Linked DNA regions of Sus scrofa: region 1 is linked to region 2. The links are chromatin contacts, called in public HiChIP or PLAC-seq maps. All regions are on one chromosome and are shown on one strand. The core of a region is the stretch at or near the end of the contact, and the rest is flanking DNA. Distances in the headings are between cores, read along the strand shown. Region 1 has its middle 81 kb from the start of UBE2E2. Region 2 has its middle 230 kb from the start of UBE2E2.

Evidence for each region. HiChIP or PLAC-seq counts read pairs in DNA pulled down with a chosen protein or histone mark.
Region 1: a contact with region 2 is called in an H3K27ac HiChIP or PLAC-seq map of alveolar macrophages. The contact joins two enhancer-like sites. A contact is called at or near these places in 2 of 2 datasets of contacts at active chromatin or transcription factors (alveolar macrophages and skeletal muscle).

Annotation. Positions count from the first base shown.
Region 1 is chr13:9,920,704-9,925,065 of Sscrofa11.1, forward strand. No RefSeq gene overlaps it. Among named protein-coding and RNA genes, the nearest start is that of UBE2E2, 81 kb to the right of the region's middle. Within about 2 kb of position 2,763, at least 4 of the 83 cell types and tissues checked have an H3K27ac peak or open chromatin away from gene starts, as enhancers often do. A contact at or near this core is called in alveolar macrophages, where this site is marked.
Region 2 is chr13:9,768,069-9,772,416 of Sscrofa11.1, forward strand. No RefSeq gene overlaps it. Among named protein-coding and RNA genes, the nearest start is that of UBE2E2, 230 kb to the right of the region's middle. Within about 2 kb of position 1,968, at least 1 of the 83 cell types and tissues checked has an H3K27ac peak or open chromatin away from gene starts, as enhancers often do. A contact at or near this core is called in alveolar macrophages, where this site is marked.

The DNA of each region.
Region 1 (4,362 bases), core at 1,513-4,012, 150 kb after region 2:
ATCACTCCCTTTGGCAGTGGTTGGTTCAGAAATTGGCATACAACTCAATTCTGACCCGTGAGATATGGAAAGAATTCTGCTGAGGGAGGGGTGTTCTTGGAGAAAGTTCCTGCTCTTCTAAAAGAGAGGCAGTCCCTTCTGCCTGAAATGTTTCTGTCTGAATATGATGCCTGAAACTCCTCCAGCCATTCTGCTGAAACCTGAGGAAAAACCAACACTGAGGAAGACAGAATGAAGAGATAGAAAGTCTCTGAGTCCTTGATAACACAATCAAGTGTCTGAATCCACCTAGGCTACTTGAACTTCCTACCACAGAAGAAAAAAATGTCTCCTCTCCTTAATCTGGTTTCACTCACTGTATTCTCACTGCCTTCTAGGTACCTGTCAGCCGAACCAAAGGGAAGACTCCCCTTCCTGATTCTCTGCTATCTGTCGCATTCAGAGAAGGACAAAATGCCTTGCTGTCACTGGCTGTCAGTCACTCAGCACAACCAGCACAGTAACCACATTACACTGGTTCCCAGTCAGTTAGTGCTACCCATTTGAATAGAAGATATTCCTTCTCATATCGGTGGAACACATTCACTCTTGACAGTGGCTAAATTCAGCCTTGTGTCTCTGGGTTCAGTAAATTGTTGCCCATTGGATATAATCTGAGGACCACTGGGGAGCTGAATGGACAAAAATATCTCCACCAGATTTCCACCATCAAAGGCAAGGCTATGAAACACACAGACCAAGATATCTATAGCTCCTACCTAAGTAATCATTTGTGAGCCCACCTGGAATTTTGACCTACAGAACTGTGTGATAATAAATTGAGTGTTCTTATAAGCCATGAAATTGGTGATAATTTGTTACACGGCATTAGAAAAGAACTAGGATGTAATATAAATCGTGCAAATTTTTTGAAACACACAAAACTGATCGTGTACGCTAGGGGTCCGCAAACCAAAACTCATGGACTAAATCAAGCCCATGACCTGTTCTTATACAGCCCACAAGCTGAGGATGGTTTTTCCATTTTTAAAAGTTTGTGAAAATTAAAAAAGAAGAATATATGACAGAGACTCTACGTGGCCCCCCAAACCGAAAATGTTTACTGTCTGTCCATTTACAGAAAAAAGAGCCCCTGCGATATGCTATTTATTAACATGTTGATGTATAGGGACAAGTATTGGTAATAGCTCAGGATCCACACTGTGCTGGATCATTGCGGCATTTGCCCTCTCTGGTCTGTTCTATAGCACCTTTCCTGCCCTGGGAGGCTGGAGAGTAGGGACCACAGGTGCCTCAAATTCCTTGCTGAGGGTGGACAGCACGGCACCAACAAGGGGTCAGAGCCTTGGAGAAAGGCGAGATTAGGATGTCCATTCACTCTTCTTTGTCCTGAGCACTGCTTTAGGCAGATATGTCCCTCAATGAAAGGCATAGCTCCTTTCAAGGCCACTGACCTACACAGATCTCTCCCCCAGATCCCGGGACCTGATCCTCCTTCTCCTATTTAGCCCAGCCACCTGACATCCCTAGTGATGTCCCACCTTCTTCTCCCCTTGAGTGCGACCCCAAGTGCTAACTGTCGTGCTCACCTCTGGGGTGAAAGGAATGAGAGATGAGAAACAGAAAACTTCCAGTTGATCAGTAGCTGTTTCATTCATAACAGGAGCCAAAGCAAATATAACAAATTCTTCATGGTGGCTGATTCTAGATGGCAAAAACACACACTTTTTTCCCCCCTCTTTTTTTTTTTATTACTCAATGAATTTATCACACCTGTAGTTGTACTATGATCATCACAATGCAATTTCACAGGATTTCTATCCACAACCCAAGCACACACCCCCCGCCCCCCAAACTGTCTCCTTTGGAGACCATAGTTTTTCAAAGTCTGTGAGTCAGCATCTGTTCTGCAAAGAAGTTCAGTCTGTCCTTTTTTTCAATGAAAGCATTTGATGTTGGTGTCTCATTGTATGGCTGACTTCACTTAGCATGATAAGTTCTAGGTCCATCCATGTTGCTAAAAAAAACACACACCCTTTTTTAAAAAATATTTATTCCATGGAATGTGGAATTTTCTGGGCCAGGCATTAAGCTCGTGCCATAGCAGTAACCAGAGCCACAGCAGTGAAAACGCTAGATCACCTGCTTAGCCACCAGGGAACTCTTACATATCTTTTAATATCTTAAAGTTAAGCAATTTTGTGGACATAGAAAACAAACTTATGGTTACATAAAGAAAGAGTGGGGGGAGGGATAATTAAGAGTTTGGGATTAGCAGATACGCACTACTATATATAAGATAAACAACTACTATATTTAAAATGGATAAACAACAAGGACATACTGTATAGCACGGGGAACTCTATCAATAGCTTTTAATAACCAATAGTGGAAAACAATTGGGGAAAAATTGGAAAAAAAAATCACTTTGCCATACACCTGAAACTATCACAATATTATAAATCTATTATATTTGATTTTAAAAAATTAAGCCACTTTACCAGCCACACTATTATTTTGTATTAAGGCAGTCAAAATCACCTATCTAAATTCAAATTGTATATTCTGCCAGACGGACTCCAGGCTTACCTATGGCCGGTGTATCTCCTAATCAGTAATCTCGTCATGGCTCCCACCACCAAGATCCCCACTGCTCATTCTGCCCATCATCACCCAAGGCATAAAACCACAGAAGCAACTCAGCCTGGCATTGACTCAGCACCACGACGGTCAGCACTTCCCCAGACGAGCAGTTCCTGCGGCTCTCCTCCCCTGGACCTCCCCAGCAGCTCTCAGTGCTGTTTGTGGAATGAAGTCATAAACCTTCCCTGCCAGTACTTATAAAATGTTCTGGCTTTATGGGACAGCATCTCCTGCTGCTTTGGGCACAAGTCCAGTTTAAGCAAAGAAGCTGGAAGGACAGCAAAAAGACAATCTTACAACCAATGTACTAAGGACAAGGGGAAAGAAAAAGTAGCTTTGTGGTGGGAAAAAAAAAAAAAAAGCAAAACTCATCTTCAGAGCACATGCAAAAAATAGGACTACTTGGATCTGTCTAGATGAAGTTATAGACATGAAATCCTTTTTCTTTCTTTTTTTTTTTTTTCCTTTTTAGGACTGCACCTGTGGCATATGGAAGTTCCCGGGTTAATAGTCAAGTGGGAGCTGTAGCTCCTGGCCTGCACCACAGCCACAGCAATGTGGGATCCAACACAAATCTGTAAACCACACCGCAGCTTGTGGCAACACTGGATCTTTAACCCACTGAGCGAGGCCAGGGATCAAACTCACATCTTTATCGGTACTAGTTGGGTTCTTAACCCATTGCGCCACAATGGGAACTCCTAGATGTGAAATTCTTGAGTTTGTCATGAAAGCTTTATGCAACTTAGAAGGCACTTCCCCCAAACAAAGACACTTCCACCAACAAAAGGCTTTGCCATCACTCACCCAGTGCTGTGAATTAAGTGATCATCATTGCACAGTCACATCATACCCTGGGTAATCTATCCCTGCCATCAGAATTCTGATTTCTAGGGAACTGCCTTTTGTGAGTTGTGGAGGTTTTACTTGTACTTGGTGGTTTTACTTGTACTTCATTTTTTACCAGCTGTGACAAGATTTTTAATCTCTATACAAGAGAAACCAAACCTGTGTAAGAACAACCTGTCAGGAATACTTACAGCTTTGCAGTTAACGCTCTCTCAAGTGTGATTTAATCAGAAAGGTGCTGCTGACAACGTGTAATAGAACATTGTAAAAGTTACAGGTTAACACCTCTGAGGGTGCCTAATAAGACTCCATAAAGGGTATCACAGTGAAATGAAAAATGATTATTATTTAGCATTTATTAATCCTAGGCAGTATATTAAGCTCTAGAGAACATAGCATAGACAGAAGTACATTGCCTCTAACATTCTGTGCTTTCCTTAACATACATGGAAGGGACTCTTATAAGGTTCTCCCTATGTAAGAATATGAAACTCTCCGTGGATAAAAGCAGAAACAATACCAAAAATAAAAGCTAAAAGGACTTTTGAGCCTTGTGTCCTTCATCTGGAATATGCTTCCATTTACAGCACAATCGTGGGCAGCTGGATCAGGGGTCATCAAGTTACAGACCGTGGGTGTTTCTTCTTCTTCTGTAAATAAAGTTTTGTTGGAATGCAGCCATATCCCCATGTTTACGTATTGTCTATGGCTGCTTTGGCCCAACCACAGAGATGAGTACTTGTGACAGAAACCGCATGGCCAGCAGAGCCAGAAACAAGGACTGTCTGGTCCTTTCCAAAAAAGGTCACCTGACCCCTGATCCAGATTGGCCTGGAGAAAGCATGAACCAGACTTATGAGAGTCTCAATA
Region 2 (4,348 bases), core at 718-3,217:
TTTAGTTAACAAATTGTGGTAACCTGGTAGAAAATTTGAGTTTCCTAGCATATCATACATATCATCATATGAAGTACCGTCAGCAAAATAAACACCTTTTAGCATAAGCACCATAACCATCAAAAGCACAAGTACATCATTATCAAAAGCCATAAATATTAGCTATGTTGCTATAATTACCTTCAAATTCCATCATCATTGAACCCCCAATACCAGAACCACAAGGCCACTATTATCTAAAACCATAGTTAATATAACCCAGAGCCACAAAACTATCACTGTCTAATACTATAGAGTCACTGTCATCCAGAATTAGTGTGTCCAATTGCGTACAAATTAGCTATTATCCCAGTAATGCTGGGTAACAAACCAACTCAAAATTAAGTGACTTTAAAATCTTGAGTAAAAAAGAACAAAGCTGAAGATATTATACTCCCTGCTTTTAAATTACACTACAAAGCCGCAGTGATCAAAATGTGGTACTGCCACAAAAGGTAGACACACTAGGCCAATTTATTTTACCAGCATAAAAAGCCCAGAATTAAATTCCAACATATGGAATCAACTAATATTTGACAAAGAAGTCAAGAACATCCAACAGGGGAGGATAGTCTCTTCAACAAATGGAGCTAGGAAAACTGGAAAAACACACAGCACATAGACATCAGATCCATGTCTCACACCACTGACAAAAGCTAACTCAAAATGGATCATAAGACTCCTGGAAGAAAACATAGGGGAAAAGCTCCCTGATCTTGGTCTTGGCAATGACTTTGAGGGCATGAGGCCAAAAGCACAGATGACAAAAGCAGAAATCAACACACGGCACTACATCAAACTCAAAAGCTTCTGCATAGTAAAAGAAACAGTTAACAAGGTGAAACAGCAGCCTTCGGAATGGGAGAAGAATTTTGCAAACCATATACAGAATAAAGGGTTAATATTCAAAAATATATAAAGAACTCATACAACTTAACAAAAAAAAATTGATGTAGAAATGGACAGAACTAAATACACATTTCTCCAAAAAGGACATGAAGAAATTTGCTCAGGGAGGTGCAAATCTAAACCACAATGTCCTATCACCTCACTCTGGTCAGAATGGCGATCACGGGAGTTCCTGTCATGGCTCAGTGGTAACAAACCCAACTACTATCCATGAGGACTTGGGTTCGATCCCTGGCCTTGCATAGTGGGTTAAAGATCTGGCTTTGCTGTAAGCTGTGGTGTAGTCTGGCAGCTGTATCTCCAATTCAACCCTTAGTCTGGGAACTTCCACATGCCTCGAGTGTGACCCTAAAAAGACAAAAAAAGACAAAAAAATAATGGCAATCATCAAGAAGACAGACAAGTGTTGGCAAGGGTATGGTGGAAAGGGAATCCCTATACACTGTTGGTGGGGAAAAAATTAGCCCAATCGCTATGGAAAATATCATAGGGTTTTCTCAAAAAATTAAAAATAGATCCAGCAGTTCCATTTCTGGGTATATACCCAAAGGAAATGAAAACAGGATTTTGATGAGATATGTACACACTCAGGTTCATCGCAGCATTATCCACAATAGCCAAGATATGCAAACAACTCCCCTCCCCATCAGTCCATGAGTGGATAAAAAATGGGAAATATACACACAATGAAACACCATTCAACCATAAGAAAGGAGGATCCTGCCATTTGCAACAACATAAATAGACCTTAAGCAAATTGTGCTAAAAAAGATATGTCAGACAAAGAAAGACAAGTACCGTATGACATCACTTGTATTAGAACCTCAAAAAGCTAAACCTAAAAAAAGAAACAGAAAGTAAAATGGTGATTACCAGGGAATGGGGGATGGGGACATGAGAGGGATGGTGTTTCAGGGTACAAACTTGGAACAAGGAGAAAATAAGCCCTATAGATCTAATGCACAGTATAGTGAAGAGAGACAATAAGATCATCCTACAATGATGTAATCTGAGCAGTTCCTTGGTGGCACAGCAGGTTAAGGATCCAGCGTTGTCACTGCTGTGGCTTGGGTCATTGGTGGGCGTAGGTTTGATCCTTGGCCCAAGAACATCCACGTGACATGGGTGCAGACAAAAAAATGATGTAATGTGATAAATATTACTTCAGTGGCTATCATCTAGCAATATGTAAATGTACCAAAGTAACATGCCATACAACTTAAATGTACAAGATGTAACATGTCCAATTTATCAAAATTTTAAAATATTAAGTGGCTTTAAAGAGAAATGACTCATTATCGCTCATGATTCTACAGATCATCCAGGAGTTCTTTGATCTGGCCCAGGCCCGGCTGATTTTAGCCAGACTTGTTCACTGGCTGCAATTAATTGGTAGGTTAGCTAGAAGCTGGCTGGGCTGGGATGTCCTCAGCTGGGATGACTCAGCTGTGCTACAAATGATCTGTCACTTTCCTGCAGGCTTCCCAGGCTTGTTCACGTGGAAGGAAAAGGGATGCCAGCATGAGCAGAAATACCCATGGCCTCTGGAGGTCTAGGCTAAGAAGTGATATATTGTCCTTTTAGCGACTCTCTGCTGCCCAAAGAAAGCAGTAAGATGATCCCAGATTTGGGAGTTCCCGTCGTGGCACAGTGGTTAATGAGGTTGCGGGTTTGATCCCTGGCCTTACTGGTGGGTTAAGGATCCGTTGTTGCCGTGAGTTGTGGTGTGGATTGCAGACGCGGCTCGGATCCTGTGCTGCTGTGGCTCTGGCGTAGACCAGCGGCTACAGGTCCAATTCGACCCCTAGCCTGGGAACCTCCATATGCCGCAAGAGCAACCCAAGAAATGGCAAAAAGACCAAAAAAAAAAAAATGATCCCAGATTTGAAGAGGGGGCAATAGATTCCTTTTCCTTTTCCTTTTTTTTTTTTTTTTGGTTTTTAGGGCCACACTTGTGGCATATGTAGGTTCGCAGGCTAGGGGTCGAATAGGAGCTACAGCCAGTCTACACCACAGCCACAGAAATGCCAGATCTGAGCCTTGTCTGCGACTTACACCACAGCTCACAGCAACGCCGGATCCTTAACCCACTGAATGAGGCCAGGGATTGAACCTGCAACCTCACAGTTACTAGTCAGATTCGTTTTTGCTACACGACAAAGGGAACTCCTAGATTCCCTTTCTTGATGGCAGTTGTTGCAAAGTCCCATTGCCAGGGATATGTGTTCAAGGCTGCTGGAGAGTTAAGATGATTTTTGTAATCAATCAACCACAAAGACCTTGGAACGTAGTATTACCTATACTTGGAACTAAAAGTTACACTAACAGCTAAAGTCATTAGACTGATTAGTGCCACTGTCTTTTAGTTGTAAATATTTAACATCACAAGTATGTCACCATCACCTGTCACCCAGAAACAATACACACCTTAACATGTACATTTATCAACTCCCTAATCCTATGTATCACAATTTTATAGATCAAAGCACCAAAGTGAACGACTCCTCTCTCCTTGCTTCTTAGCAAACAAGTGATGCAAGCTTGGGTGTATCTGTTTCCCCATTAAGCTGGGACCAGTGAGAAGAAATCAAGATTCCTTTTCAATTGCTGTTTTTCCCATCTAGAAATACAAGAGCATTTTTATTTTATTTAAAAAATTTTTATGAATGCATATAGAAATTCCTGGGCCAGGGACTGTATCTGAGCCACACCTGGGACCTAAGCTGCATCTGCAGCAACAGTGGATCCTTTAACCTGCTGCATGGGACCGGGAATCTAATCTGTGCCTCTGCAGTGACTTCCACACGGCGGCATACGGAAGTTCCTAGGCTAGGGGTCAAATCAGAACTTGAGTCACTGCAGTCAGATTCTTAACCCACCATGCCATTCCATAGCAGGAACTCCTAAAAGAGTATTTTTAAATGCTATACCTTGACACAGGGATCCCTGAGAGTAATAAACAAAATATATGCAAGCATTAACTTCTTTTATTGTTCCGTAAATTTTAAAATATGTCAGTGTGGTTTTGGGAATGGCCATTCTAACAGATAATGTGTCAGGTTCTTTTCTGGAAAGGATCAAATATATTTCTTTGGGGAATCTTCAATGAGTCCATTTATATAAAGCAAATGTTTCTTTTCTTGGTAAATAAGTGTATGCTTAGAGAAATTTTCTTTAGAAGATGGAGAAAATGAGTAAGATTGAGTAATTAATTAACTGGTCATTCCTGGAAGAATAAAAAAAGTATTTATAAAACCCAAATATAAGGTGAAATATATATATATTTATATATTCTTTTATATATATATATATATATTCTTTTTCTTTTTTTCTTTTTAGGGCCACATGGCGGCATATGGAAGTTCCTAGGCTAGGGGTCAAATCGGAGCTGCTGGCCTAT